Linked DNA regions of Mus musculus: all the other regions are linked to region 7. A link is a contact called in public HiChIP or PLAC-seq and promoter capture Hi-C data. All regions are on one chromosome and are shown on one strand. The core of a region is the stretch at or near the end of the contact, and the rest is flanking DNA. Distances in the headings are between cores, read along the strand shown.

Region 1 (4,191 bases), core at 453-2,952, 740 kb before region 7:
TGTGTTATTATACAGATTTCACATCCTAGTTTTAATTACTTTTGTGGCCTCTAGTTGTTAGAACAGGGGCCTGAATATCAGGACAAGGGAATCAGAGTCTTGGAGACAGTTGAAAGGGGTATTTGAAGATGCCAGCAGCAAGAAATCCATTAGTTGGGCAGGCGATGAGGCATGTGTAGATGGCTTGAAAGTTATAAGTCAGAAAATGTATTTTTGTTTTGTAGGTTTCCTTTTGCGACAGAATCTCGTGCATCTCAGGCTGGCTTAGAACATATTAAAAGAGACTTATTTCAAAGTTTACATCATGCACTCACGGGACCTAAATGTGTAGAGGTGGTTTGATGAGAATGTCACCCATGGTACCAGATGTTTGAATATTTGGTCCCCAGTTGGTGCTACTGTTTGGGTGGGTTCCTTGCTGGAGGAAGTGTGTCATTTGGTGTGGGCTTTGAAGTTTTAAAAGCTATAGCCATTTCCAGTTCACTCTCTTTGCACCCTGTTTGCTGTTCCAGTGTCTGTGTCTGCCATCTGCTGCCAGCATTTCCTGCCATGGTGAACCCTTTTCCCTCTGGAACTGCAAGCCCCCCTAAACACTTCCTTCTGCAAATTGCTTTGGTCACGGTGTGATAGCACAGCAATAGAATAGTGACTAACATAGAGGTGAGGTCCATGGGCTCGAAGTTCAGATGAAGGCTAATGCTGTAGTCTTGAGGCAGATCTGCTTTTGGAAACCTGAGATTCTACTCTTAAACAAATAGACCAGTTAAGTAAGAGTTCCACTCTTTAAGTAATCTCTTTGATTTAAAGTGAACTTATTGTACAGAATGTCATGTTAGGGTTTGGTTCATTCACTTAATATGGCAACTTAGCTGGCTGACATATAAATTTATCACAGCATGTTGTCTGCAAGCAAAATATACATATATGCATCCCACTGTTACTGACACTGTTGGTGAGGAATGCAGTTAAATGAAAGAAGGATTCCAAAAGGTTTTTGCAACACAGGAGTGGGGAGCAAAACCTAGCAACAGCCTACACTGTAATTCAAGTGGAAAATGTTATTAATACTGTCTTATTTTAGCATGCTGTTTTAATTGCTTATTTTTATGAACCTAAAATGTTTTTATGGCTTATAACATGTTTCTGTAGGGTCTTAATTTTCTAAGCAGTTCATTCTTTTGCCATAACGTTTTCAGAAATTAAATGTGACAAATGAACTCCTTCCCCCCCCCCCGCCCCCCAAAAAAAAACCCATACAATATTTAACAAGTTGCTAATGGCTTTTGATATTTTTTGTTTGGAAACTTTTGTTATAAAACAATGTTTTATACAGGTAGGGCATTTTAAAGCAGATAGGGACTAATTTTACTCAGAAAAGAAAATTTTTGAGAAGCTATTGTAAGGGTCTATGATTGCTGAAGAATGACACCCTGGACTCAAGTAGTGTTCTATTCTGCAGAAGCCCAGCATCCTGGGGTTTCCCATTACCATGATAGACAAGCAAGTCAGCTTAAAGGCCTGGTTTAAAACGTACTAGGAGAATCTGTGGTAGGTGACCTTCATCTTACTCCATCTCTTTATTGGGGCATGAAGGTTGGAAACTGAGGTCTGGAAACTGTTGCTGAGGAAGTCTGGAAAGTGCTGCTGACCCATTGTTCTTGCCTCGGGCCAGGTGTGGGGCAGCTTCTGAGGCCTGGGCTTGCCTGGGCTTGCCCAGTCCTGAATTGCCCATTTGAAGCCTGTCATGGAGTCAGCCTCGCCTTCTCACTAAGTGCATGCCATGCTTCTGCTTTATATATGGTATTTTGGCAGCAGTTTGTTGGCTCCTATGGCCCTTTGATGTCTTCACTATTTTAGTTTCACACAGTAGCATCTCCACTGTTCTTACTCTGCTGCTTACAGAACTTTATGTACTTTTATTCTTGGTGATGTTAGAGTCCCATGATGACTGGTGTATTATCTTTATTTTACTTTGTACCTAATATTAATGCTTTGAATGAGTTACAGTTTGTAAGGTCTAAAGGATACAGCTACCTGTTTCAAGCTTAGCCCTTCTTCCAGAATATTTGCTGTATTTAGTCCTTTCTTTCCCTTCTTTTCCTTTCCTTCTCTCTTTATTATTATTAATTTATTTGTTGACAGTTTTTGGTCCTCTACTCTCATTTATCCCCCTTCTAAACCTGTTCTCCCTTCTCCCTCCAAGTTCCCATTCCACCTTTTTTAAAGTTTGGTCTGTTGCTATATATTGTAATGCTAAATTCTATACTTCAAGGTATTGGCCTAGGAGTATCTTCTATTGTTTACAAGCTTTTGTTGTGCAAACGTTGTTCCCTGATTTAAAACTATTGTTAAATAACATTGACTACAGCCAATTGTTGGAGGGATTAGCAGTAGTGAACCTGAAGGGAGAAGGAAGAACTAGAGAGGGAGAAAGCTGCAATCAGGGGAGCGGAACCATGAGGTCATGTCCAAGAGAAACAGCAAGTATCTGGGGTACACCTCTGGGGTGGTAGCCAGGCCTGCAGTTCCAGGAGTAGATTAGTAATTGTGACCCTTTAGTAATTGTCAAAGCCAAATAAAATAACCATAGTCTGAGTCTCATTTATTTGTGATCTAGTCAGGGACAAACTTGAATAGATTGTAATACATACCTTCATATGTTTACCCAGGGCTGCCTGTGTGGGAATGGGTCTTGGAACTATGCACTAAATAGCTAGCCAGTGGCTATATAACCTACACAATGACTTCTCTCACCTGACAGATCTTACCAACTATTAACTCTCCCAGATAGGCATCAGCCCATGCGCCTCTCTTCTATATATCACTGAATTTTGATGGGCTGTCTTGTGCAAACTCTATGCACTGTAGCTGCTGTGAATTCATGACTTCCACAGTCTTTACATACCCCTAGGGCAGAATTTCATTGCCCATTTCCCATCGGCTATATTCCTTCTGCTCCCTTTTACTGATGTGCCTTGGGAACTGATTTACATATCCCATATAAGGCTGAACATTCTGCAGTCATTTCTTTTTAGCTGTCTTGAACAGCTACAACTCTGCATTAACTGCTGTTCACTGCAAATACAAGTGTATTTGATTGAGCCTGGGATCTTCGTTAGTGTAGGGCATAAACCTAAGTACTTAGAAGGTATCTTGACATGTCCATTTAGTAAACAAAAGAAGTAGTTTCATCTCTAGTGCATGTAATCTCCCCAAATCTGAGTCTTTGACTAGCTTCATAGTACTGGTGTTGAATTACTTCCTGTGGAGCAGGCCACTGATCCAATCAGAAGTCAGTTGGTTATACCCATAACAGTTATGCCACTATAATAGCAATAGGCCCCGTTTGTTTGGGAAGTTGGTATTACAATATACTATGCTTAGAGCCGAGAAAGACCAGTGCTGCCTTCTCCCTAACAGCCACCACAGCAACTGCTGTCACCACGAAGTCTAACCAGCTGCAAGGCAGCTGCCAGTATAATTCCAGCCTTGTTTGCTGAACTGTGTAACCAACATGTATCAGCAGGCTCTTTTGGGAACCCATGAGACTTTCTCTCCAGTAACTCATATGGAGATATCCCACACTTGTCACTGGGATTAATAACACATGGCTTCTGAGATTGTCCTTATGTAGGCATGGATGGTACCCTGTTCAAACTCCACCTTTTCCCTTCCCTCCCCTTTCCTCCCTCTTTTCTTCTTTTGTCTTTTCTTTTTTCCCTTCTCTTCCCTCCTTTCCCTAACCCTCCCCTTCGCTTCCTTCTTATGTATTCTACCCTCCCATCTTTTCCTCTCCTTCATCTGATGTTCATTTATTGTCATCTGGTTTCTGCATCGTCCAGTTGTACGGTTGGCAGAGGGAATCAAGTTTGTCAGTGGTCAGTCTTCTGAGGGAATATTTAAAAACAAAACAAAACAAGCAATCAAACAAAAATACAGAGAACACCTTTTGAGTGCATAGATTTCCTGATCTCTCTGGTCTAATCGTCCCCATTATTATGGTAGATAAGCTGCTTCATAGTGTGCAGTTATCCTTGGTAGACCCCTTTACTCATTTAGTGTTGGCAGCACCAGGATCCAGAAAGAGCAGAAAGGAGAATGACTAGCTTTCCAACTGGGTCCTTCCAGGAACTCGTAATTAGTTTCAAAGGAGGTAACAATACCTTGCTCTGGGGGTCAAATCCACCAGTT
Region 2 (3,724 bases), core at 1,052-3,551, 920 kb before region 7:
TGCAGTAGATGGTCCAGAACTACCCACATTTTTCACTATTCCTAAAATGTCAGTGAATAGATAATATTTAGGAATTACAGAGAATGTCAAGAAACCCATGTACCTCTCAGAGTGTCACAGGCACACAGCAAATGCAGTTTCCTTCACAAACTCACAAGCTCCTATAGCTCTTGGTGTTTCTTTCAGTTACTTGCATAACATAATCTGGAAAACTGCATCAAGAGCTTTATCTCTAGAAAATGGAACACACTTCTGTCACTGGACTCTCTCACCCCACTGCTTCTGTAACTCGACATCGTGTTTCTCCACTACTAATCACCTGCATGAAATCTCTTCTTAGCATCTCTGTCTGCAATAGTTTGCCTTTAATGATGCCCTCTATGAAAAGAACTCATAAACAGCTAGTTGTGTGTACTTTTCAAGTGTTCCCAATTCCCTTAATGATAATGCCATCTTGGGAAAGACTTACTTCATGAGACACTTCTATCACTCTTAAATTTTTAATTAACGTTTATTGTTTTGAGCAAGTATTATGCTGGATCAGGCTGAACCTTCAAATGTAAACAAAGGCTGGTTATGTAGAGCAAGGATCAGTGTAACTTCTGTTCCACTCACTTCCAATGAATTGGTCCTTCTCCTCAGATGTGTCTTCCAACCTGTAACTGTGACATAGGTTTTTATCTATGGGATCCATGAGTACCAAAAGCCTCAGGGCCAGAACAGCATCTATGGAAATGTTCAATGAATAAGACTTCCTCCTCCAACATATGTGGATATAGGAATCTCAGTTGGTAGAAATGATCATGCAGCTCCCAGATAAGAGCATCTCTTTCATCTGACCTCCAATTTGCAATGTTCTCATGGTCCCTGTCCACTATAATTATCCTTGGGACACTGAACCCATAGGACATACAGATATGAATTGATTAAGTAAAAGATACCAAATCGAGCTCTAATTTTTTGGACAAATATATTTTACATGGGCTATTCTCAATCACCACATGTGACACCACCCAAAGGCCATTTTTACGTATAAGGTGAACAAAGTATAGTCAAACCAAAAAACTACACTGTGTTCTTCAGTTATAAAGTGCTATTTATTGAATTACCATGAGTTTTACTAGGTAGATGCAAAAGAGTTTTGACATTTTCCAGTTAAAAAGGAATTGTCTTGGAAGATGCAAGAAAAAAGTAGCTCACTAAAATTCTTCTTTGTAGCTGTGTTTGCCAAGACCGTTGAATAGTTATTTGTAAGCAGAATTGACTTGGACCAGGAACCTGATTGAGTCAGAACCTGAGCACCTTTGCTGTCCTTCCGAGGAGCAATATTTCTTGCCTCTGTGATCCCCCTGTTTGATTCTACTCTGCTTTGCCAGTATGGGTGGAACTCTCATTCAGGTGGAACGGTCATACATTTTCTACATCTTGGAATGAACAACCAACTCTCTCTCTGCCTTTAGGTTTTATTAGCAATGTAATCATACTTCAGCTCTGAGACTTTGAAGTAGGATTTTCCTAGCAAAGCACTTAGAAAAATGCATTTCTCCAGGTTGTCTGGAACCCTAGTACTTTTGTGTGAGAGTATAACTTAAACCCTTCTCCTTTGGGAGCAGACGGTATCTGTTGGGGAGCAGGACACTGGAACTTAGTGAGGTCCCTTTGGACCTGCGCCTTTCCCAGATGTGGCTAGTTGCTGGTCACTTCTACTCTATCTTTTCTTACTGGCTGTCCTACTTTTTCAGTCTTCACCAGAGACACTTCTCGGGCTCTTTCACCATAGCCATCACTCCTTACAAATTTTCTCCCGAGGATATAGAAGTAAATTAAGTTTGTGGGAAGTATAAGGAAAAAGAGAAACTTGATAGTCTTGTGAAATACAAGGTACATGAATAACTCAACCTTATGTTGAAATAGATATGGTTAGCTGCTTCTGTCAACCTTCATTAACAGGAAGAAGGAAAAAATTCATGTCCTATGGCATAGTAAACTTCCCCGGAAAGAATTTTAGATTATAATGTTAATACCAGAAGAGCCAGTGTTTGATGAAGGAGAAGTAAAGGCTTGCATTTAAAACAGTATTTATTCTATTGAATGAAATCAGTGTAACTCAGCCTCAAGGAGAATTTTAAAGGAATAATTCATATTTCTTTACATCTGCCCCTGAATTAAATCATAGCTCATTAATGTTGGTAAGATTACACTTTCTTACCTCCTGTTGGCAGCTCTCCTAGAATAGAAAGGTGGGGCTCACATCACTTAGCTGCACCATGTGCTACTTGTGCCATCTAAAAATAAACAAGAAGATAAAGAAACAGCTGATCTCATTTCCTCTTGCAGTTCTTTCATGGGCCAAAGAGTCAAGAGCCTAGGTGTCTGAGGGGTGAGTTGGGTCAGACTGCTGTGATCTGAAAGAGCTGACTAACCTTCATTCCAAGAGGTTAAATACCAAGCCAGTGGCTTAAAATTTTCCTGGTAGTTTAGGATATGATAAGTGTTGGGGCTTAGTTAGGGCTACTACTGGTGTGATGACACAAAATGATAAAAAACAAATTGGGAAGGAAAGAGTTTATTTGCTTAAAAGTTGTGAATCATAGTTCATTGAGGGAAGCCAAGACAGGAACTCAAACTTGATAGGAACACAGAGGCAGGAGCTAATGCAGAGACCACAGGGGCAGCAGGCCACAAAGAAGGTTACTCATTTGCTTCCCATGCCTTATTCAGCTTGATTTCTTACAGAACCCAGGATCACCAGCCCAGGGGTGGCACCACCTATGACAAGCTAATTAGCCAGATCTTAAGCAAGTGTTTTCCAAATTGAGGCTTCCTCCTGTTAGATGACAATAGCTTGTGTAAAGTTGATATAAAACTAGCCAACACAATAAAGTATCATTTATTCAGCGCAGCTGTCTTGTTCCCTAAAAATCAACAGGTAGGTGGAAACTTAGGAGGAAGCTTCAAGAAAAAATACACACATACACAGCACACACACACACACACACACACACACACACACACACAGTGTGTGTGTGTGTATTCCATTTAGTGTACCTATTGTGCAATGTGGAGCCAATCTTCTCTGGAGCTGCAGCAGGAAAGAAGCTTTGTCCAGCTTTTCCTCCTGAACTTCACTGTATTCCCAAGATGCCCGTGGTTTCCTCCTCAGTTCACTAGAAATTGTTAAATTGGATAGGTAATGATCCTTTCCCAATCTGTTGGTGGTCTTTTTGTCTTACTGACGGTGTCTTTTGCCTTGCAGAAACTTTGGAGTTTCATTAGGTCCCATTTGTCAATTCTTGATCTTACAGTACAAGCCGTTGCTGTTCTGTTCAGGAATTTTTCCCCTGTGCCCATATCTTCAAGGCTTTTCCCCACTTTCTCCTCTATAAGTTTCAGTGTCTCTGGTTTTATGTGAAGTTCCTTGATCCACTTAGATTTGACCTTAGTACAAGGAGATAAGTATGGATCGATTCGCATTCTTCTACACGATAACAACCAGTTGTGCCAGCACCAATTGTTGAAAATGCTGTCTTTCTTCCACTGGATGGTTTTAGCTCCCTTGTCGAAGATCAAGTGACCATAGGTGTGTGGGTTCATTTCTGGGTCTTCAATTCTATTCCATTGGTCTACTTGTCTGTCTCTATACCAGTACCATGCAGTTTTTATCACAATTGCTCTGTAGTAAAGCTTTAGGTCAGGCATGGTGATTCCACCAGTGGTTCTTTTA
Region 3 (3,872 bases), core at 628-3,127, 780 kb before region 7:
GTAAAGAGCTTTTTTGTTTGTTTGTTTGTTTTTGTTTTTACTTTTGCTCAATGTACAATGCCTTCACTTTTTTTTTAGTTCCAAATTCCCTTTTCCCCAATATTTACTATTGTAACTACTGTCCTCAAGTTGTATCTTTGTTTCTGTTCTATGTTTTATTTCTGATACACTTGTGAAACTAGTTTACAATACTCAATAATTTTCAAAAATATTCTCAGAGTAGTAAAATACTGCAAATTTAAAAAGTATACTCCTCCATGGCATTTTAATAATGATTATCAAAATGATGTCCCATGACTCTGGTGATTCTGATAGTCTTCATGTATTTCTTTACATTTCAAGTATTCATGTTTTCAGGAAAAAAGAACAAAAACACAAAAACAACAAGATAAACTTAAGGACTAGCTAGTTCAGATAAGCGTTGTATGTGATTGCTTTTAAAGAGCTGAAAGCCCTGAGTAAAATATATGCCTTTCAGAGTTTGCAGTGAGCCATTCTTCAGACTGTGGTCCTCTAATTGCATATCCAGGCAGGCACCTGGCATCTCTATGATCTCCCACAAAAGTGGCGTTGACTTATTCACCAGCCTTAAGCTCATCTCCTAACCTCTTAGCTCCCTTTGTAAAGCATGGACAATAGCCATTCTTGGAGACACACAATAGTAAAGTAGCTTAGGTTGGTTAAGCATTTCAGTTGAGTCTGGGTATTAATACTTTTATAATTTGGGGTATTATTTAAGGCAATAATGAGAATGGTAATTATTTTCCTTAAAGTCTGTTCACACAGTAACAGAAAGAACTTAACAATGTATATAACTAAGATTTGGGAAGGAGGAAGACTAGCTTGATGCAGGTCTTTGCTTGGTGTCACCAGTTGTTTCCTTTAGAAATCCCATTAGTTTGGTTAGGGGGTGGTTTATTGAAGGCTAGAGAATCTAACATGACAGAAAATACAATATTCCAGAAAATATGACTTCAAATGTGAACTGGATGTGAGAAAACACACCAGTAAATTGAGCAATTATTTGAATCAAAGCCTCTCTCACATGTGGTAATGTCAACAGCAGCAGAAGGCACAGAAGGCCACCACACAGCCACCAGCAGCCTGCAACAGAAAAGAATTTAGGAAGATGCAAAACTGGGGAGCATAAGGAATATTTTGCCAGTCATATAGTAAGTAGAGGGCAATGTGCAAGAAGTAGATGTAGGCTGCTTTAGAGTATGCACATGTGTGTGTGTGCGCGCGCGCACGCGCATGCGTGCGCATTGTTTAGGTTGCAATATGTAAATGGTAATATGCAAGATATAAATACTCTGGTCCTAGATAAAAATATTTCATGTGGAAGCAGAGCCGAAGCCTCCCTGTTACAGGGGGACCTGTGACTCTGGGGTCCAGACAGGGGTAGCCATGATCCGATTCATCCTCATCCAGAACGGAGCAGGCAAGATGCGCCTGACCAAGTGGTACATGCAGTTCGTTGATGATGAGAAGCAGCAGTTAATCGAGGAGGTGCATGCCCTGGTCACTGTCAGGGATGCCAAGTACACATCTACTGACGCTACGCTGGCCTCTACTTCCGCATCTGCGTGGACGTCAATGACAACAATCTGGCCTATCTCGAGACCATCCACAATTTCATAGAAGTTTTAAATGAATCCTTCCACAATGTCTGTGAACTGGACTTGGTGTTCAATTTCTACAAGGTTTATGCCACAGATGTTCCAGGCAGGAGAAATCCATAGATCAGCCAGAAAAAGGTGCTGAAGCAGCTGCTGATGCTGCAGTCCCTGGAGTGAGGTGGGCCTCCGCGGCTCGGCTTACTGGATCAGCCTGCCTGCTCTTCCCCTCCCAGGCTGGAGGCCCACCCCAAAAGGCACCTGCCTTCCTCAGCTGGCTCAGAGGAATGACCCCACAGGGTCTAGGCCGCAGGGGAGGAGGCCAGAACCCACCTCCTCTCGGCCCTACGTGGATGGCAGAGGCCAGCTTGATGTCCCGAGTAAGTGTGCCATTGTCCAGTGATGCTGTGACTTTGTGTGTGTGCAGCCCCCAATAAACCTGTGGTCCTGCCTACCAAAAACAAACAAACAAACAAACAAACAAACAAACAAAAAACTTCATGTGTTTGTTAACTGGTGATGCGATGTTTGGAGTTTTTTGGTGTTTGTTTCTTTCAGAAGTTTTTAGGAAAATGCACATTATCTCTGATTAGAATTTTGGCTTTATCTGTGGTATTCAAATTTCTGGATTCTCAGTGGGTAATGAGGGCAAACAAGGTCTCAGGGTGACAGACTCCCTTTCCTCCTCATGCCCCTTTGTTCTCCTTGTTTTTCTAACCTCAGTAGCAATGACACTTCCCTAAGCATCTCTCTGCTGACCAAGGAAAATATTTCTTACATTTAACATGATTTTGTTTATGTAAGGGTAGGGCTCATGATTTCTGAGGTTTGGGGAATAATAGCCTAAATTGAAGAAGTGATTAAAGCCAAATGGCTTTGAAATAACTTCTAGATGCAAATGCTACCAACTTTTATTTTCATAAATCACTTGATTATGGTGAATCAAAATATATTACGAGAAAAAATGGTGTTCTTTAAATTATGAAAAGTGTCATTTTCCTTAAAATGACACTCTAGACCTGGGGATGGATTGGGCGAGCAGACAACATCGTCTTTAAGGGTAGAAAGTCTCTCTCAAGTATTGACAAAAGGCCTAGTTAATTGATTAAGAAAATAGGTTGTGTCTTGAATTTCTTTTGAGGAACACAAAGTTTGAAATCAGTAGTGAACATGTGTTTTGTGTTGAGTTCATGTCAGTGTGATTCGATCCAGGCCTTATATCCCCAACTGTCCTATTGGTACTGGCACCAGACTGGGAAGAAAAGAGGGAGTCAAGCCGGTCTGAGTTTCCAAAGTAGACTGCAGTAAATAGGACACCAGGTAACCTTGCTTGTGCCCTGCAGTGATACAACGGACATGTCTTAATGTTTATCCCTCCTCATGTCACAAGAGGACTCCTTTTGCACTGAGAAGTTACTGTGGAAGTACACACAGGGCCTGTCAAAAGCAATTTCTTTAAATTAGATTGTCAACATGCAGACCCAGACCCTGAGACCCTGCCAGAAATCGGCGCAATGGCTTCAGGTACTCCCCGACACGGGTGGAAGTTCTGTGCCCTTATGATAGCATGGGTTGTCCTGTAAACTTTTGACCCCAGTTTCATTCTTTTGGACATGAACTGAAATCTCTCATGCGTTTCTTCGAGTTTTGTGAGTTTCTTGACCTCACTTTGTTTGCTTTGTTGTTTTAATCAACAGTGAGTATACACATGGCAGGTCTTCATATTTGCTAAGTGGATTATAGCAAATAAATATAAATAGCAACCTACACCTTTCATAACACCTGGATCTATAATGTTGTAAAAGAAATGTCCTGCAGAAAAATGTTATTTTCCTGGGTTTTAATATATTTACTTTTTATTTATATTTTCTTCTGCTCTCCCCTCCCTTCTTCTTTTTCCTCTCTTCTCCTCTCTTCCTTTCTCTCTGTACATGTGCAAGCACTGGTACACATGTGACCGACTAGTATCGGGTCTACCTTTCCTCTTTGGGATCCAGAGATTGAACTCAATTGCCAGATTGCTCATCAAGCACATTTATCTGCTGAGTTACCTCACCAGCCCTGTCTTCCAAGCTTTCTTATCAGTATTATATTAATCACTAAAATCAAAGGGAAGTTTAAGTCAGGACAGTGGAAAATTTCATTCCAATTTTTTTCTTGTTACTTAATTTCTTCTTTATGGCAATTGATCTTTTGGACAGTTGGACAGTAAACCAGATTGTACTACGCCTCCTCAGAGAACATCTTCCCCACACA
Region 4 (3,727 bases), core at 842-3,341, 970 kb before region 7:
AAGAATGGACCAATTTGCATTCTTCTACATGAAGACTGCCAGTATACCAGCACCATTTGTTAAAGATGCTTTCTTTGTTCCACTGTATGGTTTTGGCTTCTTTGTCAAAGATCAAGTGACCATAGGTATGTGGGTTTATTTCTGGGTCTTAAATTATATTCCATTGATCTAGCTGTCTGTCTCTGTAACAATACCATAGAGTTTATATCACTATTGCTCCCCAACACTACTGTCTGATAAGGCTGGGGCCCTCCACCAATGCCATCTCAGAGATCTGAGAAGGATATATTTGAGTAGGAAGTATAGAGCAAACAGCCTCCAAACCAATTAAGAATGACAGAGGCTTACTTGTTACATGGACAGGCAGCCTGGGCTCCTCTCTGTTGATATTGATGGCTTTGATTGGGGTACATGTTATTAGTCTTTGCCTACCACAAAGGGCATCATTAGGTCTTCAATCATAAGACCCAGAAGATCTAAGAGATTTTCTTGTGGAAGAACTTGGGGAACTGCTCTACTTTGGCAAGGCAGTGTTTACAGTTTAGGCCAGGTCCTGGCAGCGCGTAAGGTATGGGGCACTTTTTTTTCCTGGAGACCTTTTATTGCCTCTCTTTTTGTAGACAAAACCAAATAAAGCAACCCATCTTGAAGGCTTACTGTTGGTTCCATACTCTCAAAAAGGAGATATAGTGATAAGCAGAGACCTTGGGAATGTTTTATGGGTGCTACCATAATTGCTTTACACAATATAGCTTAACAAAAATGCCAAAGAAGTCAACATGTTATACCTCCCTTTAAGCTTAGTAAAGATAGCTGCCAGTCACGGACTGTGTACCACACTGAGCATAGCTTGAGAGTGTATGAGACCTCAGAGCCTGCCTATGTGAGTGTGATATCTTCTGGAGATACTTTCTACCCTATTTTTGACAGAACTCTATATTTTAAACCAAAAAATGTTTTATTAAAACTTTTAATAAAATATATTAAACACAAGGGCTGTAATTTTTATTCAAAAATAACCCACACATTCTGCCCGTTCATCTATCCTCTCTCCATCCTACATTCCTTTAATACCAAATAAGTTTTGATCAGGATTCAGTGAAATTATATAAACATCCCATTCTCCATCAAAAATTGTTACTGGCATGGAGATGAAAATTTTTATTTGTTGATTACATGCTATTTGTTTGTGCTATGGATGAAACCCTGACATGGCACTCCACCACTAAGCTAATTCTTAAGTCATAAACTATAGTTTTATTTTTGTTTACTTTGATGTTGAAAACATTTAATCAGTTCTTGAAGAAGGATTCCCTGTTTTCTGGAAGAAAAAGAAATCCCAAGTTCATAAATTTCACTTCCTTAGGAACGTGACAAAGAGAAGAATAAAAGTAGATTACACTGCATGTGCACAAGGGTGACAGTCCTTTAATCTCAGAAAACATGTCCTATATCCTTTTGTTAAGCTACTAAGGGCAAGGCCCCATGTCAGAGGTGGGAAAAATTACAGAAAAAGTTCAATCAAGTCATTGCAAGCTATCACTATATGTGAGTAATTCTATACTTGATCATGAGCTGTCTATGTCTTCTATAGTGCAAGTAGGAAGACAGCTGATCTGTAATCCTGCTATACGGAATATCCAACAAGGATCACAACTACAAAGACAGTTAATTTACAAAAAGAAAGAAGTAGGGATGCTTTCTTTGGTTGTCCAGCTACTGAAATTGTGGTAACTGAAAGAATAGCATGGTTTCTGCACAAAGAAGAAATGCTTATTCATGATGTATTCTATATTTTAAACCAAAATATATTTCATTAATACTTTTAGTAAAATATATTAAATAGAAATGGTCTGTAATTTTTATTCACAAGTAACCCACACATTCTGCCCTTCCATCTTACAACATCTCTGTCTCTGAAGTTAAAATTCAAGGTGAAAATCTCAAGAGCGGAAAGTCAGCAATGCTTTTCTAGTGAACTAGATGCAGAGCGCCATCTAGGGATACCATTAATTAGTGCTGTATTTCCTACTCAAATGAGCCAAATGGAGATGAAAGACCAGACCGCTCAGTCAGTCGGAGTGCCTGTGTCTGCTCCAGTCTGGCTTCTCTGTTTGTGCTTCTTCTAGACATAGCCACAAGACGTTTGACATGGCACGTGGCGTCAGAACAGTAAGCTGGATAACCTCAAAATGCAGCAAAGAAACCAGGATCCCTCCAAGAACGCAGGAGAACAATAACAGGGTCTACATCTTGGTCACCTGGACATACATGTCAGAAATGAAATACACTTTTAAAGAGTTATTTACATTATTAAGGACACATTGCCTTATATAAAACTCTTGAAAAGTTTCTTCTTGTCCAAAGACAATACTACTTTACAAGTTCTCCGAGGATCCTTGTAGGACTCAGCCAGTAAAGGTGCCTGCCAACAGGCCTGAGGGCATCCTGTGACCCACACAGTGAAAAGAAAGAACTGACCCACATAAATGAATATAAATAAATAAATAAATGCAAGTTTTTAAAGCCTTTAAAGACTATGGGTAAACGCTTTTTCTTCTCCTGCTTCTCAAGCCACAGCGCTTGAGTAGTATGGTAACGAAAACACTAAGACTTACTAACTTACTAACTTAAAACCCCCCACACAATTCCTTTGTTGACTAATTAGTTTCTCCCCCCAAAGCCAGAAGCATCTGAAAATATCAACCATACTTCTTCATGATGCTATTCTTGGGAAGGCATAAATGAAAATCTACTCATCCCAGATAGCAATTCAGGATGTGAGAGAGTGTCTGTCCCAGGTAATTTAGTTGGTCTGACCCTCTTTCTTGGCAGTCCACTGGTCTGAGAGAGTCTTCGAATTCCTTACTGTTAAAGTAACCTCAGAGAATGCGGATCCCAGTAAATCTGCTCAGCTTCAGGGACTTCTTGAAGGCATTATTTTGTTTCCTTCTTAAGTTTTGATTAGCTTCCTTATAATGCAATGTTTTATTTCAGAGGGAACTGGAACATGGCACATACTAGTGAAAAGTAACGTGTAGAACTTTGAGCCCTGATCAGTATCTTTTGGTCTACAGTTCTCTGTCTAGGTACCAACCGCTGTTCTTTGAACAACTGGAAGCATCTCAAGAGTTAAACAACAAAAAGCACCTCCATTAAAAAAGGAAACTACTACCAAGTTTTCCTTGTCTAGTACTTAAATCTTTGTTCTCCAGAATCTCTTCCTTGAAAACAAGGCTTGAAACACAAGATAAAAGCTCAACTTGTGAGTCTATCAGTGAGTGGGCAGGACATGTGGACTCTCAGGAGGGAAAACTCTGGCTCTGAATCCTTGTCCTAGCTTTGCTGTCTGTCCTCTGTCCCGCTGCGTGTGGCTTCTCTATCACATAGGAGATGAAGTGAGAGGTCATGTGATTACTCCCAGAAGTATGGTTTTCTGTTTTGTCTGTTGAGTGTAATTATTTTTCCCAGGAATTTACCTACATTCTGGTGCTAATTAAATAGCTATATCATGAATCCATAAAACAAAGTCTTCTCTTTTGAGTTATATGCTCGCCATACACCACCGGTGCTAGCTAGAAAGATACAGGTGCCCAGCGACATTAACATATGATGTGCAAGAAATTGAGAGCACGGATCACATACAGGCTAAAATGAACATTTTCTCAGGGTTTTATTCAGCTCATGAATAAACAATGTATACCAAATATAAGGTAGTTCAGTCACA
Region 5 (4,097 bases), core at 775-3,274, 990 kb before region 7:
GCCTTTCTGTGTTTATACTGGATGAGAACCACAGAGCCCCCAAGAGTTCGTATTGTTTTCATACAGTGTTGAAATATTTGCCCTTCTGAGCCTGTTTTAGATTACTTATAGAAAAATGCAGATACCTGGCAGGTTAACCCGTGTCGTATATGTGACCAGGGTGCTGAAGGAGGGGGAGAGGGATGAGGCAAATGCTGAAATCTCTTTATCCTCGGGGATCAGGAAGCTGAAAGACAGACATGGGATGAGAGAAAAAAGAAAAACAAAAAACAAAAAAGGAAGGAAGAAGGCCAGAGAAAGCCTGGGTTAGCCATCCATCACCACTTCTAAACTAAGTCCCTTTTAATGGAAGCAACTGCAAGGGCAGAACTCAATGCCCTTGAGGTTTTAGGGCTTCTATATCCAGTGACCTTTCAAAGGAAAAGCAAAGAAGACGTGGAGGCATCCTTGATTCTCAGTGAGAGGCATTGGTTTGCATGGTCCACAGTGGTTTATAAGGAGCCTCACTCAGCACACTGGGATCCTGGAGCCAGGGCTTCATTTAAATTTTTGTAAAGCAGATGTTCCCATGATTTTTGTTCTAACGTTTATTTTTAGTATTTTAAATGGATCATGCATTCAGAAATTTAGTCAGAGCCTAGCAAGGAAACCATAATGATTCATCTTAGTCTGAAGCAGAGATCGTTTCAAAAGGAAATAAGTGTCAATCTTTGTGGATTGCCTGGCATTGAGCTCATGCAGTACAGCAGTCATTGACCCTGTATTATACACTATTATTATTATTATTATTATTATTATTATTATTATTATTATTACAGCAATCCCCTGCCTTCTGGTAGCAATACACTGGTTTCTAGAAACACTTTAGAGGCTCTTTTTTTTTCTGCACCTCCAATGTATTAAAGTATCTTTTTGTAAAACATTGGTGTACTTTAAGAAAATTAAACAATAGGGTGTTTTTCCTCCATGTGAATAGCCTACTCCCCTCCAGATGCAGTGTTTAGCAGCCAAACAGCTGCTCTCTATTAAAATGTCTCTCAAAGCCCCCTTATTTGCTCATAAAGGGAAGAGAAGTGTAAGTACGTTTATGGGGTGACAGGCAGATGTTTGGGTTGGAACAGGACAATGGTGGTGGTAATCAAAAACTAAAATGATCTCTTTTATGGCATTGTAAGCAAGGATTTTGGCCTCTTTGTTTTTAACCCTCTCCTTTCACTGTTAAAATTTTAACTCTCACAGACAGGCAGAGGAGTAAAGGGGCTTCCACATAGACACTCCCTCTACTGCAGAGAAGAGAATCTATTGTTTTAAGTAAAGGAGAAACCTCTTTTTGAAGAGCTGAATAAATACTTTCATGATACACCCAGCATAACAGATCATAATTGTTTTACAAATTGTTCTCATTTATTCGTAATAGAAATTTGTCAGTTTTTCCAGAAATTACATTTCTCCAAGCCAATAATCACCAATCCCAATGGCTTTCTGGACATCAGTTCAATTGTCAACCCTGGGCTTCTGTGTAATGTAGCAAATGAAATTAACCTTTAGTTGGGGGGTGGGGGGAGGGCATTCACAGAGAATGGAGCCATGCCACTGGAGGAGGGCATGCCATGTGTTTTTAGTAGGACTTGATAAACCTCATTGTAGAAACACTTTCTGTGCACGTCATCACTTCTGACGTTCCACTTCTATGGGAAGTCCAAGCAGCTATGAGGGATTTAACTTTGTGCAGATTTTAATAAATTGAGCTTGCTTAAATTTTTGAATACCATGTGGCAATCACTTGTAAAGCTATTGCCATTATCCAGGAAGTATATTGGAAAATATAGTAGGTTAGACCTTTCCTAATAATTAACTCACTATTTACCTAGAAAAGAGTCCCACTGCCTCTTCTATGTATGGAATTTTGTGTCTGGAGACTGGAGACTGCATAGTTTCTCAGCGAAATAATTTTCATGAAACTGTGAACGCTTGGTGCTGGTGTGGAGCTCTGCGCTGGGTCCTGGCAGCCACATACAACACACAGCCTGGGAAAGAGTTATAAACTCTCTCAATATTTCTCTCAATCTCTCTCTCTCTCAATCTCTCTCTCTCTCTCTCAATCTCTCTCTCTCAATCTCTCTCTCTCAATCTCTCTCTCTCCTTTTCTCTTTCCCTCCCTCCCTCTGTCTCTCTCTCTTTGTGCTGAGTCATTCTCTTTTAATGTAAGGTTTCAGAATTGATGTTGAATTGTTTCCTCCAACCTGATAAACACACAGACCCTCTTGGGCCTGGAGTCTACAGCAATAACACTCCCTCTCTGCGGCTTGAATTTGAGACTGTTCAGAGCAGATCAACATGATGAAAGACATTGTATTAGAAAAATTCCAATTTTCAGGGCAAGTGGAAACAGGAAATTTAGAGCTCTTTCCAATTTTCTGACAGGAAGTCAAGCGACTACACTGAAGAAATATTAGGGAGAGTGAAGGAACAGATTTTGGGAATTTGAGTTTGCTTTTGGTTTGGACAGCTTCCTTATTGAAAATGTAGTGCCTGGAGGGAATCAAGTTCTCTTCTCTGGGGGCTTCTTAAAGTCAACTCACTATGAGCCTACGTGGAGACCTGGTAATTAGACTGAGAAATTGACATTTGTAACTTACTTGATTTCCACTGCCATAGATTCTGTGACACTGTATAGCCCCGTGTCCTCTCCCATTAGACATTCATGTAACAACTTAAATCCTACATCAATGCACTTCTAAGCTAACAGAACTGGAAACATTTTTCTCATTTCTATCCAGAAAATATTTCTAAATCAAGGATATTTTTACTGTCAAACTCAGTTATTCTCATAGTTCTTATTTCTAAGATTTCTTTAATCTCTTTATATTTACAGATCTTAAATGATTCTAATCATCACAGAAAATATTAGCATTTTAAAAACAGAATTTATTTTGAGATGCAAATCATTTTTTGATTTGTCTTTTTGCTTCATTTTTTCTGCACTGCAATTGCCATTTTAAAACGCAGCAATAGGCTGAACCCTCATACATAAACCAGGAACCCAAACTATAAGCATCACCAACGAAACACAAAGATGTCCCACACTGAATAGTATCATGATTATTAATTAGCTGGGTGGCATTGAGTGCTATTAATCATAATCAGATGTTAGGCTTGTTTAATGGTCTGCATGGTGTGGAGATTTATGTTGCCCAGAAATTTAAAGTAGCTACACAGAAAGGGCTCGTTGGTATACAGCTCTTCATCATTTCCAATCGCATCCATGTTGTACCTGTTGCTTGGTTAGCTGCTAACAGAAAACTACCTAATGACGACTGGCAAGTGCCCTGCATGTGTGACTTCTCTAAGCAGCTCATGTCTCTGAATCTACAAATAAACCTGACATTGCCACCTTCTTATTCTCATCTTCTACTTTTTAAAGTATTTTTTGTTGTTCTAATAATAAAATTAGAACAGTTTATGTCAGTTATTTCTCTGTGTGCCAATTCTAAGAGGTGCTATATAGAGGATGAAATTATTGTGAAATAGAAACAAGAAGAAAAACAAACACACACCTTGTGTTTAATCCCTCATCTGAGATAATAACTAGCAACTGAATATTTTGGGCATCTTGTTTGTTTGTTTGTTTGTTTGTTTACAGTGAGATCATCAGAGCTGGCATTGCTCTGCCTATCTTGTTTCTGGCAGTGCTTCTGAGGCTGCTCACCTAAGGTTATACTCCTGCTGGACCCGAGCCCTGGGATGTCACTGATGCCACACTCTCCCCATGATGCCACACTAATTTTCTACTCAGCCATATTTGTTCTTGAAAGCAAGCCATGTGCTACCTCCTTCTCCATTATTCCAAACTTTCAGCATTCAAATCTGCATCCAGTGAGAAAGAGAATTACAAGTCAGTATAATTGAAGCATCCCCATTTTAGAATAAACAATTTGAGTAAATAGTAAAAGAAAAAAAATAATAATGGGTATGGGCCAGAGAGAAGCCTTGGTGGAAAAGGGCAACTTCCATCAAGCCTGACAACCTGAATTTGATCCCCAGGACCCACACTGTCAAATGAGGGAATCATCTTCTCCAAGCTGTCCTCTGACCTC
Region 6 (4,147 bases), core at 1,374-3,873, 760 kb before region 7:
GGAGAAAAATCCTTGTCCTGTCCTGAAGAAACTACGACAAAGTAGTTGTTCTGTACCTTAGGACTCTTCAATCTATTTAGTCCCTCTTCTGTCTGAGTGTTAGGTATAGGAGTTATAAATATCTCACTTGGAATTTTGCATCCAATGGTCATTTATTCTCTGCATTTTGACAAGCTATGGATCTCTCTGATACTCTCTATCTGCTGCAAAAAGAAGCTTCTTTTATAAGATGTGGTAGCTGAACATACCCATGGGTATAAGGTTGAGTATTTCGCAGACTGCAGTTGGAAACCACCTTACTTTAGAAATGTGGTAGTAGTAGGCTTTCCTCTAGGGCTTGATATCTCAGGCATGATTTCTCTCCAATTCAGTGGATTTTAGGTTTAATTAGGTAGCTGTTGGTTGTACCTATAATACAAGTGCCACTTTTGCATCTTGATAATATCTTGTTGGTAGCACCATTGCTTCAGCCCATAAGCTTTCAGACAGTAGGAAAATTGAAACTTTTTCTCTGTTGGCAAGTTGGTCTTGCCTCTGCATTACGTAACCAGTGAGATATTACTATATTATATCTACGTGGCTTGAGATGGTTCTGGAAAACTGCATACTTCTTCAGAATTATCTGTTTTGTGGTTTGAATATACAATAAACCCCATCCTTTCATAACTGGAGTACTTTCTCTGAAAATGGGGTGCTCTTTTGGGAAGCTCTGTAAATTCAGAAGCGGACACATGCTGGGGGTAGTAGGCCTTGGGGGGGGTAGGTTCTTGTTGGTTGTATTAGTCCATGTTGCCTATTGTCTTGCTGTTTCCAGAACTACCATTATGTGAACTGATTGAATCTACAGGACCTTCTCACCATAACTCACCAAACTGAACCTGTGAGCCAAAACAGATCTGACAGTTGTATCAGTCATGTTTGAGTCAATACAGTTGGGTAAGGTAAGTTCTTTTAAAAGAACTCAGAGCTCAAGTCACTCTTTGGTTTTATAGTGGAAAAGGGGAAATCGGTGTAAGAACATTAGTCCTGCCTTGTTGGTTAATTACAAATACTTTCACGTTCCATCACTTCTGCAGGTTTTGAATTTATAAGTGAACTGTAGGTATAAACAGGACACATATCTGCTCAGTTTTATCTTATAGATCCTTCTGCAGAAAGCAGTGCTTTATCTTTTGTTGAACACAGTTGAATGAATTGACTTGGACAACTGACCACAGTATAACCATCTTAGTGTTTATCCTGATGTGTTATCTAGCTTGGAAAGGAAACACTGGAGACACGCAACAAAGAGAGGCAAGATATATTTGGTTTCATGGGCTGAGAGGTTTCGTGGCTCCATCACTTTCATGTCTCATGGCAACACAGAGGCACGTTGATGTAAAGGTAGAGAAAAGCTGCTCACCTTGGCATCCAGGAATCAGAGAAAGATGAAGAGGGACCTTAATGTCCTTTAAGAGAATGCTCATTTAATGACTTACGTTGTCCTATCAGGCTCTATCTTTTAAGTTCTACCAGCTTCCAATAGTAGCACTGGATAATGAATATGTCTATGGATGAATCCATTGACTAGGCTAGAACATTCCTTATACAATCACTTCCCAAAAGTATTCAACACATGAGTTTTGGCGAGACATTACCAAGGACTACATTACAGTCCTTTTAACAGCTACTCTGCTTTCTACTCTGATTTCTATTTTCTGTGATAAAACATTCTGGCCAAAAGGAACTTGGGGAGGAAAGGACTTTTTGGGGGAGAGGACAGGGCAAGAGGCGTATGTTTCCCATCTTGGTCCATCATTGAAAAATGTCAGGGCCAAGAGCTCAAGGCAGGAACTTGGAAGCAGGAGCCAGAACAAAACACTGCTTGCTCCCTATGGCTTGCTCAGCTTGCCTTTTTAAAAGACAACCTAGGACCATGTGACCCAGGGATGTCACCATCTACAATGTGCTAGACCCTCCCATTCCAATCTTTAATCCAGAAAAATGATCCACAGACTTCCTACAGAGCAATCTGATGGGGACATTTTCTCAATTTAAATTCCAGCTTCCCAGAGGGCTCAAGCTTGTGTCAAGTTAACAAAAAAAACCTAACCAGGATAACTGGTCTATTAAGGACTGGTAACCCAGTCTTGTTGAATGGAATGCAAGGCCCGGGGTCTGACTTGAACAAATCTGGTAAGAGGACTTGGTAGTCACAAGCCTTGGAAAGTAATAATCACTTTCCAGAAGGCTCCTCACCATATTACTTAAATACTTATATCCAATTCTCATCTTGAAATAGAGCAGACTCCTTGGCCTCTCCTTAGTTCAACCCTGGAACACTCATCCAGTAAGACTCAAAGGTTTCCCAGACTTTCTGGGTTGGTCTCGGCTGTGGTTAGCAAAAGGCTGTTTTGGAAATGCCAAGGCCTATTTCATTCTGCATCTGAGGAGATGCGGGAACCTCTGCCGAACGCAGAGATGGTGAGGAGGGTCGATGTGGCTACAGGCTCATCCTCATCTCGGAGCTGGAAGCTCCATGGCCTGGGGTTTGAGGCTTCCAGCCGGCGCCACAAACTTTGGGCCAATCAGCGCGGCCCGGTGGCCTGGGCTCCCCACCGCTCCGGCCGCGCCTGCCCCGGCCGAGGAGGGGCCTGGCCGCGGGGAGCCGAGGAGGGAGGTGGGGATTCTGGGAGCCGAGCTCATTTCCTCCTCCCGGCCGCCCCAGGCCCGCACCCCATCTCCACGTGCGGCGCCTCCGGAGCGCGGCCGAGCCACGGAGGATGCTGGGCATGTACGTACCAGACAGGTTCGCCCTGAAGTCGTCCCGGGTCCAGGACGGGATGGGGCTCTACACGGCCCGCCGCGTGCGCAAGGTGGGTGAGCGGCCCGCTCAGGCCGCGCCACGTCCCAGGGCCTGCGGGGAGAACGGGCCTGTAGGGAGCGGGTGTCTGGTTGTCTTTCGCGGCTGTGGCGAGAGGCTCCCATGGGCTGCAGTCTCCCCCAGCCCAGCGCCGGACGGCTCCTGAATTCTGAACAGTTGGCAGCCTGGTCATACCCCTCACTGCTTGTGCAGATGGGCCCTGGCAGCTTGCAGCCCAGTGCAGGCCCGGGAGCCACAGAAGCAGGCCTTCCCGACATTGCCATCCTGGGGGTGGTATCTGGATCTTCGGCCTATTTTCTTTGAGTTTTTGAATTTTATCCTGGCATTGGATCACCTTCCAGAACGGCACAGGCATGGGATCAAGTTAAGCGCAGGTTTCCCTGTCTGTGAGATGACCCACTATAGATGTTGGTTGTTCATTGGAGAGATGTAGAAGACAGGAAACCAGAGCGCTCCAAATCTTAAGTTATAACTTTAGAACATGGTGGCTTGAGCTATTGTGGGTTAGCAGACTTGAAATAGAGGAGTCAGGGCAGAGACATCTAGAGTAAGCAGATCCAAGGTTCACAGAGCAGGGCCAATGCTTGGTACTTTGTCCATATATATCATTTGACTTTACCCCTCAGTACTCTGGGGAACTGTCTTTTAGTTATCATTTAAGAGGTGAGCATAGGAATGCTGCAGTTAACCTGCCAAGTTAACGAATTAAGCTTCAAACCCATGGTTTCTGAAAGGAAAACATATGCTCTTTCTAGAACATTCTGTTATGGAACAACATGTTTATAAACCTTGCCCCTGACACGTTCCCGGCCTCTCCTCGCTGTTTTGATTTTGCCCTGTTAGCAGATACTTAGAAAAGCAGAGGTTCAGAGGGTAGTGTGTGAATGTAGCTCTGGGCTCACAACATGACCTACAAGAAGTTACCATAGGTCAAGTGGTCAAAACAAAACAAAACAACAACAAAAAACAACTCACATATTAAATGTAGACAAACAAAACACAGGAGTTAATACTTCATTCCATTTAGTGATGAGTTGGATAGATATTGCCACATGACGAAATGTCAAAATCAGCAGTCTTGCAAAGCCAAGTATCACCATCATCAAATGACTCCCATGTCCCATTGACATATGCTTCTGTTTAGGTCTTACAGCATGAAAAACCCCTAAATGGACTTTTCCTGAAGGTTTCTGGTGTAACTATAATTAAGAATAATTTTGTGCTCACGAATAGTAGGACACCAGACAGCTGTCCAAAAGTAAGAATTACTGCACAATCCTCCTT
Region 7 (4,105 bases), core at 424-2,923:
GTGTGTGTTATTAGTTAATAAGTAAATGTTTTTAGCCCAAATCAAGTAAACTTTTTCTCAAATCATAACCACAACAATAAGGAATCTCATTTGCATTTTTCAAACAAATATGCTATAAAAGGAGACTAAACTAGGGAGTATACATTCTCTAATAAATCTGCCACTAACTAAAAACTGGATCTTGAATTAACTGTGCAACCACTCTAGATCTACTATACTATAATTTGATTAAGTCATTAATGGATTTCTTCAGCCTCAAACTTTATGTGCTTCTAGATTTAGAAAAAAAAAATACTTATTTTAATACCAAGGGGGGGGGTCAATTTCTATTCCTCCCTGTTCAAACATTCTTACCCTAAATAATACACAGCAAGAGTCTACAAAATTGTGAGTCAAAGTAAATATGAGAAACTGAGAATTTTTCAAGTATTTTATAGTATTGCTTTTAATAAATGGGGAGAGAGGTAATGTTAAACCACGCAGTCAAAAGGAAATAGGAAAGAAATCAACCATCAAAGATTCCAGATCTTTTAATGTTTCTGAAATAAATTAGATTAAGTCCAACCACCGTTTGGTAAGAAAGAGCTAGTACCTCACTTTTATCTATACCACCATTTCTTTCCTCCTCATATGTCACAGTTTCTTTCTCTGATGTATTGTTTATACAACTTCCCTGGCATCTGTTTAGTTCAGGCTCTAAACCTTCTTCTTTCTTCTCCTTGTTCTTTCTTCTTCTTCTTCAAAGATTTATTTATTATTATTATTATTATTATTATTATTATTATTATTATATATAAGTACACTGTAGCTGTCTTCAGACACACCAGAAGAGGGCGTCAGATCTCATTACAGATGGTTGTGAGCCACCATGTGATTGCTGGAATTTGAACTCAGGACCTTCGGAACAGCAGTCACTCTTACCCACTGAGCCATCTTCTTAAACCTGCATATGATAGTATCTCTAATAGTCAACTGGTTTCAAAATGCAGTCTGAGTACCAGAGTTAGAACCATTTAGCATAGTTGGAAGATGTGCCATCTCCTGGACACAATACTACTGTACAATATTAAAACTGTAGCATGAATCCCATATGTAATCGTACATGCTCTGGTATAGGCCTTAAACGATCAAAAAGAAAGTACATATGACTAAAAACTTAAAAGCAAGCTAATTGCAAAAAAAAAAAAAAAAAAAAAAAAAAAAAGGAAATCAAGTGTCTCTATCATTTAAATCCTTTGTGGACTTATAAAATCTATGTAGTATAGAAAAATAAAGACATTACTAAATGATTATTAGTGTGTGTGTGTGTACACAATTTGCAGGGGTTCGCTTCTCTACTTGGTGACAAGCATCATTAAGCTTCTGTCCCACCTAGTTCCCTTCATCATATTTAACAAAACCAAAAACCAGGTTCTCCCAGACTTGAAACTATCCTCGAAGCTGAGACCATGCTTCAGGGATGCTCAGACCACGGGTTTGACAGGCAGGTAATCTCAGGACCATCTCTGGGCCGCTTCTAGGTCACCTCATCCGAGGTCCTGCACAGTACGGACCTTGTAGGTCACCAGGACCTGGAACAAGACGCCCCAACCACTCTGCGCTTGCTCATTCGGTCAGCCAGCGAGGGCGGAGCCAGGGCCGGATACAAGTCGCTTTGGGCGGGGCTTTAACCCGTGGTGCAACTGGGCATAGGGCGGAAGAGCCGATGTGGAGCGGAATGTTGAAGAGACCCGGCTCTCTAATGTGGGAGGGGCTTAGGGAACAAAACGGAAGCCTGAGGCGGCCTTAGGGAGGGATTCGGAGTTACAAAGCCAGCCGGAAACTGGCGACGTAGGTGGGGCTTAGGGCTCATTACGCCTGCGCACCGAGCAACCGGCGGGCTGCGTAGTTATTTTTGAACCGGGTGGCGGGGAATAGCTTAGAAGCCATTAGGGCGCCGTCTGCGGTGAGGTTGGTAGTGTTCTCCGTTCGATCTAGTGATGGCACAGCAGCTCGCCCGAGAGCAAGGCATCACCCTGCGTGGGAGCGCAGAAATCGTGGCCGAGTTTTTCTGTGAGTGCTGAGCGCAGCCCCCGCCGCCAGAGAGAGCTGAGGCTGAGCCGGGCCTTAGGACGCGCGCTAGGACGGAACCACGGATCCTCCCGGGGGCGGGGAACGCTGCACCACCCAGCGCAGGCCTGGGCCTCCTGGAACCTAACGGGGCTGACCTGGGTCATCATCTTACTCGCTCTCTGAAAGCTGGGGTCTGTGTTGACATCCTCTGACCACATGCTCTGTATTTACACTTAGCAAACCTGCGAAGTTGGACATTGCTGGGTTAAAGGTTTTCCGTGTCTTTTTGTGCCTACTCTGCTTTCTGGGAGACTTAAACGTTATTACACGGTTACGGCTTTATTTCTTTCGTTTTCAGCATTTGGCATCAACAGCATTTTGTATCAGCGTGGCATTTATCCGTCGGAAACCTTTACTAGAGTGCAGAAATATGGACTCACCTTGCTTACAACTACTGACCCCGAGCTCATAAAGTATCTCAATAATGTGGTGGAACAGCTAAAAGGTAATCACGTTTTCAGTGTGTGATCTTACAGGTTTGTGTCCCAAGTAACTTAAAGCAACATGCCTTCTCAAATGTCATTCTCAACTGGGAGGAAGCAAGCAATGGAGGGAATCCCCACCTCTTTTTAAGTAGGCTGAATGTCTTGATGTTAGGAATCTTTAAGCTGCTTTAAGAGTGGGTTTTGTAGGTTAACCAGTTGCAGCAAATTGGAAATTTTACCCGATTAAAAGGATTTCGCCATTCTGTGTTTTGCTTTGTAGCTCCCAATGAAATCATACAAAATACCAATTCTAAAAGCATTGCAACTGCCTTTTTTTCTCTTTGAGTTTTATTGTACGTGAAAGGGTGTTGTAGTTTGTTTTAATTGTAAATTCATTAACAGTGTTTATTGCTTTTTTTGTTAACTTCAGTATTAAAATGGCCTTTTGGTGGCCACCTGAACATGGTTAGCTTGGCATCTGTCTTTAAGGCCGTTTTGTTTTGCTTTGCTTTTGAGACAGGTCTCTTTATGTAGCTCTGGCTGTCCTTGAACATGCTATGTAGACCCGGCTATCGTTGAACTCACAAAGATCAGCCTGGCTCTACTCCCAAGTTCTGGGACTAAAGGCATTTGCCACTGTGTCCAGTTTAAGGCCAGACTTCTAAACATGCCTTGCTATTTGTATCCATAGTAGAGTATTCATCAACACTTGTGCAGGTTGGATATGAATTCACAGGCAAAAACGGCAGGGCTTTTAAGCATAAGATCTGCTTTGAATTCTGGTATCTGTGGATCCTTTTACCCCCTGCAGCTCACTTACTTGCAAGGATGATAGTTTAGAAACACAAGGCTAATTGGTCACTCTGTCCAAAACACAGTTGTGGCTTTCCTGATTCTTAAAAGTACAGTTTCATTAATTTAACTTGTAAGATTTTATATGACATAGCATCTTGACTTTTCATAATTATGTAATTTATTTACTTTATTGAAAAGAATTTACTTTTCAATTAGTCTGCCCATGTATGCATGTATATACATGTGTGTGTGTGTGTGTGTGTGTGTGTGTGTGCAGGCGTGCATGCATGCCCTTCCCATTTAAAACCTGTATTTGCCTCTCCTTTGTACAGTTAGTGTAAAAACTAATCTTTCCCTCACCTACCAGAGTAGTCCGATTTTTTATGCTCTTATAGTGTCTCTGTTGTGACCAGCCACCACAGATGTGACTGGCGGTGGTTAGATGAGTATATGTCATATGCTCTCACTGGGAATTGCAGAGAAAGTACAGGTTCACGGTTCTGATGCTCTGCCTTCTGCCTATTAGTAATATGGAGAATTTAAAACTCAGCTAAATTATTAGTGGAGAATTGTCTTCCTTATGCAAGAAAGGAAGTTCAATTGTGAGAGTTCTGTAAGGCCGAGAGTGGGTCTTTGGAAGAGAGTCTCTGTCATAGGCTAGAGTCTGAGCGCTGCCTTGTGTGTTGCAGAGTGGCTGTACAAGTGCTCAGTTCAGAAACTGGTGGTGGTCATCTCAAATATTGAAAGTGGTGAAGTCCTTGAAAGATGGCAGT

The links. Promoter capture Hi-C pulls out the DNA fragments that hold promoters and counts their contacts. HiChIP or PLAC-seq counts read pairs in DNA pulled down with a chosen protein or histone mark.
Region 1: a contact with region 7 is called in an H3K27ac HiChIP or PLAC-seq map of embryonic stem cells, with 8 read pairs. The contact joins the enhancer-like site here to the promoter of Mad2l1 in region 7. A contact is called at or near these places in 4 of 39 promoter capture datasets (the 3T3-L1 cell line, embryonic stem cells, maxillary cranial neural crest and 1 more), 7 of 115 datasets of contacts at active chromatin or transcription factors (embryonic stem cells, large pre-B cells and stem cell-derived neural progenitor cells) and 1 of 9 other capture datasets (embryonic stem cells).
Region 2: an H3K4me3 HiChIP or PLAC-seq map of bone marrow-derived macrophages shows a contact between it and region 7, with 6 times the contacts expected there. The contact joins the enhancer-like site here to the promoter of Mad2l1 in region 7. A contact is called at or near these places in 5 of 39 promoter capture datasets (cranial neural crest, frontonasal cranial neural crest, liver and 2 more), 2 of 15 datasets of contacts at CTCF or cohesin (CD8 T cells and the NIH/3T3 cell line), 2 of 484 Hi-C or Micro-C datasets (Th1 cells and bone marrow-derived macrophages), 18 of 115 datasets of contacts at active chromatin or transcription factors (T-cell acute lymphoblastic leukemia, bone marrow-derived macrophages, cardiomyocytes and 11 more) and 4 of 9 other capture datasets (adipose tissue, embryonic stem cells, liver and 1 more).
Region 3: a contact with region 7 is called in a promoter capture Hi-C map of stem cell-derived epiblast-like cells, with 4 times the contacts expected there. The contact joins the enhancer-like site here to the promoter of Mad2l1 in region 7. A contact is called at or near these places in 9 of 39 promoter capture datasets (the 3T3-L1 cell line, the SN4741 cell line, cranial neural crest and 6 more), 2 of 484 Hi-C or Micro-C datasets (bone marrow-derived macrophages and uterus), 10 of 115 datasets of contacts at active chromatin or transcription factors (astrocytes, embryonic stem cells, large pre-B cells and 3 more) and 2 of 9 other capture datasets (embryonic stem cells and macrophages).
Region 4: an H3K27ac HiChIP or PLAC-seq map of DN3 thymocytes shows a contact between it and region 7, with 22 times the contacts expected there. The contact joins the enhancer-like site here to the promoter of Mad2l1 in region 7. A contact is called at or near these places in 5 of 39 promoter capture datasets (the C10 cell line, the HPC-7 cell line, cranial neural crest and 2 more), 3 of 484 Hi-C or Micro-C datasets (B cells, LSK cells and bone marrow-derived macrophages), 17 of 115 datasets of contacts at active chromatin or transcription factors (DN3 thymocytes, astrocytes, bone marrow-derived macrophages and 12 more) and 3 of 9 other capture datasets (adipose tissue, liver and macrophages).
Region 5: a contact with region 7 is called in an H3K4me3 HiChIP or PLAC-seq map of embryonic limb bud, with 8 times the contacts expected there. The contact joins the enhancer-like site here to the promoter of Mad2l1 in region 7. A contact is called at or near these places in 6 of 39 promoter capture datasets (the C10 cell line, cranial neural crest, hematopoietic stem and progenitor cells and 3 more), 1 of 484 Hi-C or Micro-C datasets (bone marrow-derived macrophages), 14 of 115 datasets of contacts at active chromatin or transcription factors (acute myeloid leukemia, bone marrow-derived macrophages, embryonic forebrain and 8 more) and 3 of 9 other capture datasets (adipose tissue, liver and pancreatic islet).
Region 6: an H3K27ac HiChIP or PLAC-seq map of embryonic stem cells shows a contact between it and region 7, with 19 times the contacts expected there. The contact joins the promoter of Prdm5 here to the promoter of Mad2l1 in region 7. A contact is called at or near these places in 16 of 39 promoter capture datasets (the 3T3-L1 cell line, 3T3-L1-derived adipocytes, cranial neural crest and 10 more), 6 of 484 Hi-C or Micro-C datasets (the HL-1 cell line, embryonic stem cells, myocytes and 1 more), 12 of 115 datasets of contacts at active chromatin or transcription factors (the NIH/3T3 cell line, astrocytes, cardiomyocytes and 4 more) and 3 of 9 other capture datasets (adipose tissue, embryonic stem cells and liver).

Annotation. Positions count from the first base shown.
Region 1 is chr6:65,795,134-65,799,324 of GRCm38.p6, forward strand. All of the region lies in intron 2 of Prdm5 (PR domain containing 5), which reads left to right. Among named protein-coding and RNA genes, the nearest start is that of Prdm5, 18 kb to the left of the region's middle. Within about 2 kb of position 1,703, at least 15 of the 459 cell types and tissues checked have an H3K27ac peak or open chromatin away from gene starts, as enhancers often do. A contact at or near this core is called in embryonic stem cells and stem cell-derived epiblast-like cells, where this site is marked.
Region 2 is chr6:65,609,725-65,613,448 of GRCm38.p6, forward strand. All of the region lies in intron 6 of Tnip3 (TNFAIP3 interacting protein 3), which reads left to right. Among named protein-coding and RNA genes, the nearest start is that of Tnip3, 21 kb to the left of the region's middle. Within about 2 kb of position 2,302, at least 46 of the 459 cell types and tissues checked have an H3K27ac peak or open chromatin away from gene starts, as enhancers often do. A contact at or near this core is called in CD8 T cells, Th1 cells, bone marrow-derived macrophages and 2 more, where this site is marked.
Region 3 is chr6:65,756,529-65,760,400 of GRCm38.p6, forward strand. No RefSeq gene overlaps it. Among named protein-coding and RNA genes, the nearest start is that of Prdm5, 20 kb to the right of the region's middle. Within about 2 kb of position 1,878, at least 7 of the 459 cell types and tissues checked have an H3K27ac peak or open chromatin away from gene starts, as enhancers often do.
Region 4 is chr6:65,567,915-65,571,641 of GRCm38.p6, forward strand. All of the region lies in intron 2 of LOC108169147 (a long non-coding RNA gene), which reads left to right. Among named protein-coding and RNA genes, the nearest start is that of Tnip3, 21 kb to the right of the region's middle. Within about 2 kb of position 2,092, at least 5 of the 459 cell types and tissues checked have an H3K27ac peak or open chromatin away from gene starts, as enhancers often do. A contact at or near this core is called in DN3 thymocytes, where this site is marked.
Region 5 is chr6:65,542,062-65,546,158 of GRCm38.p6, forward strand. The region is part of intron 2 of LOC108169147 (a long non-coding RNA gene); the gene reads left to right. Among named protein-coding and RNA genes, the nearest start is that of Tnip3, 46 kb to the right of the region's middle. Within about 2 kb of position 2,025, at least 8 of the 459 cell types and tissues checked have an H3K27ac peak or open chromatin away from gene starts, as enhancers often do. A contact at or near this core is called in embryonic limb bud and second pharyngeal arch cranial neural crest, where this site is marked.
Region 6 is chr6:65,776,339-65,780,485 of GRCm38.p6, forward strand. Prdm5 (PR domain containing 5) reads left to right here and starts at 2,624. Exons shown (of 15, transcript NM_027547.2): 1 at 2,624-2,855. The coding sequence starts at 2,763.
Region 7 is chr6:66,533,548-66,537,652 of GRCm38.p6, forward strand. Mad2l1 (MAD2 mitotic arrest deficient-like 1) reads left to right here and starts at 1,674. Exons shown (of 6, transcript NM_001355624.1): 1 at 1,674-2,052; 2 at 2,411-2,557; 3 at 4,022-4,105. The coding sequence starts at 1,980.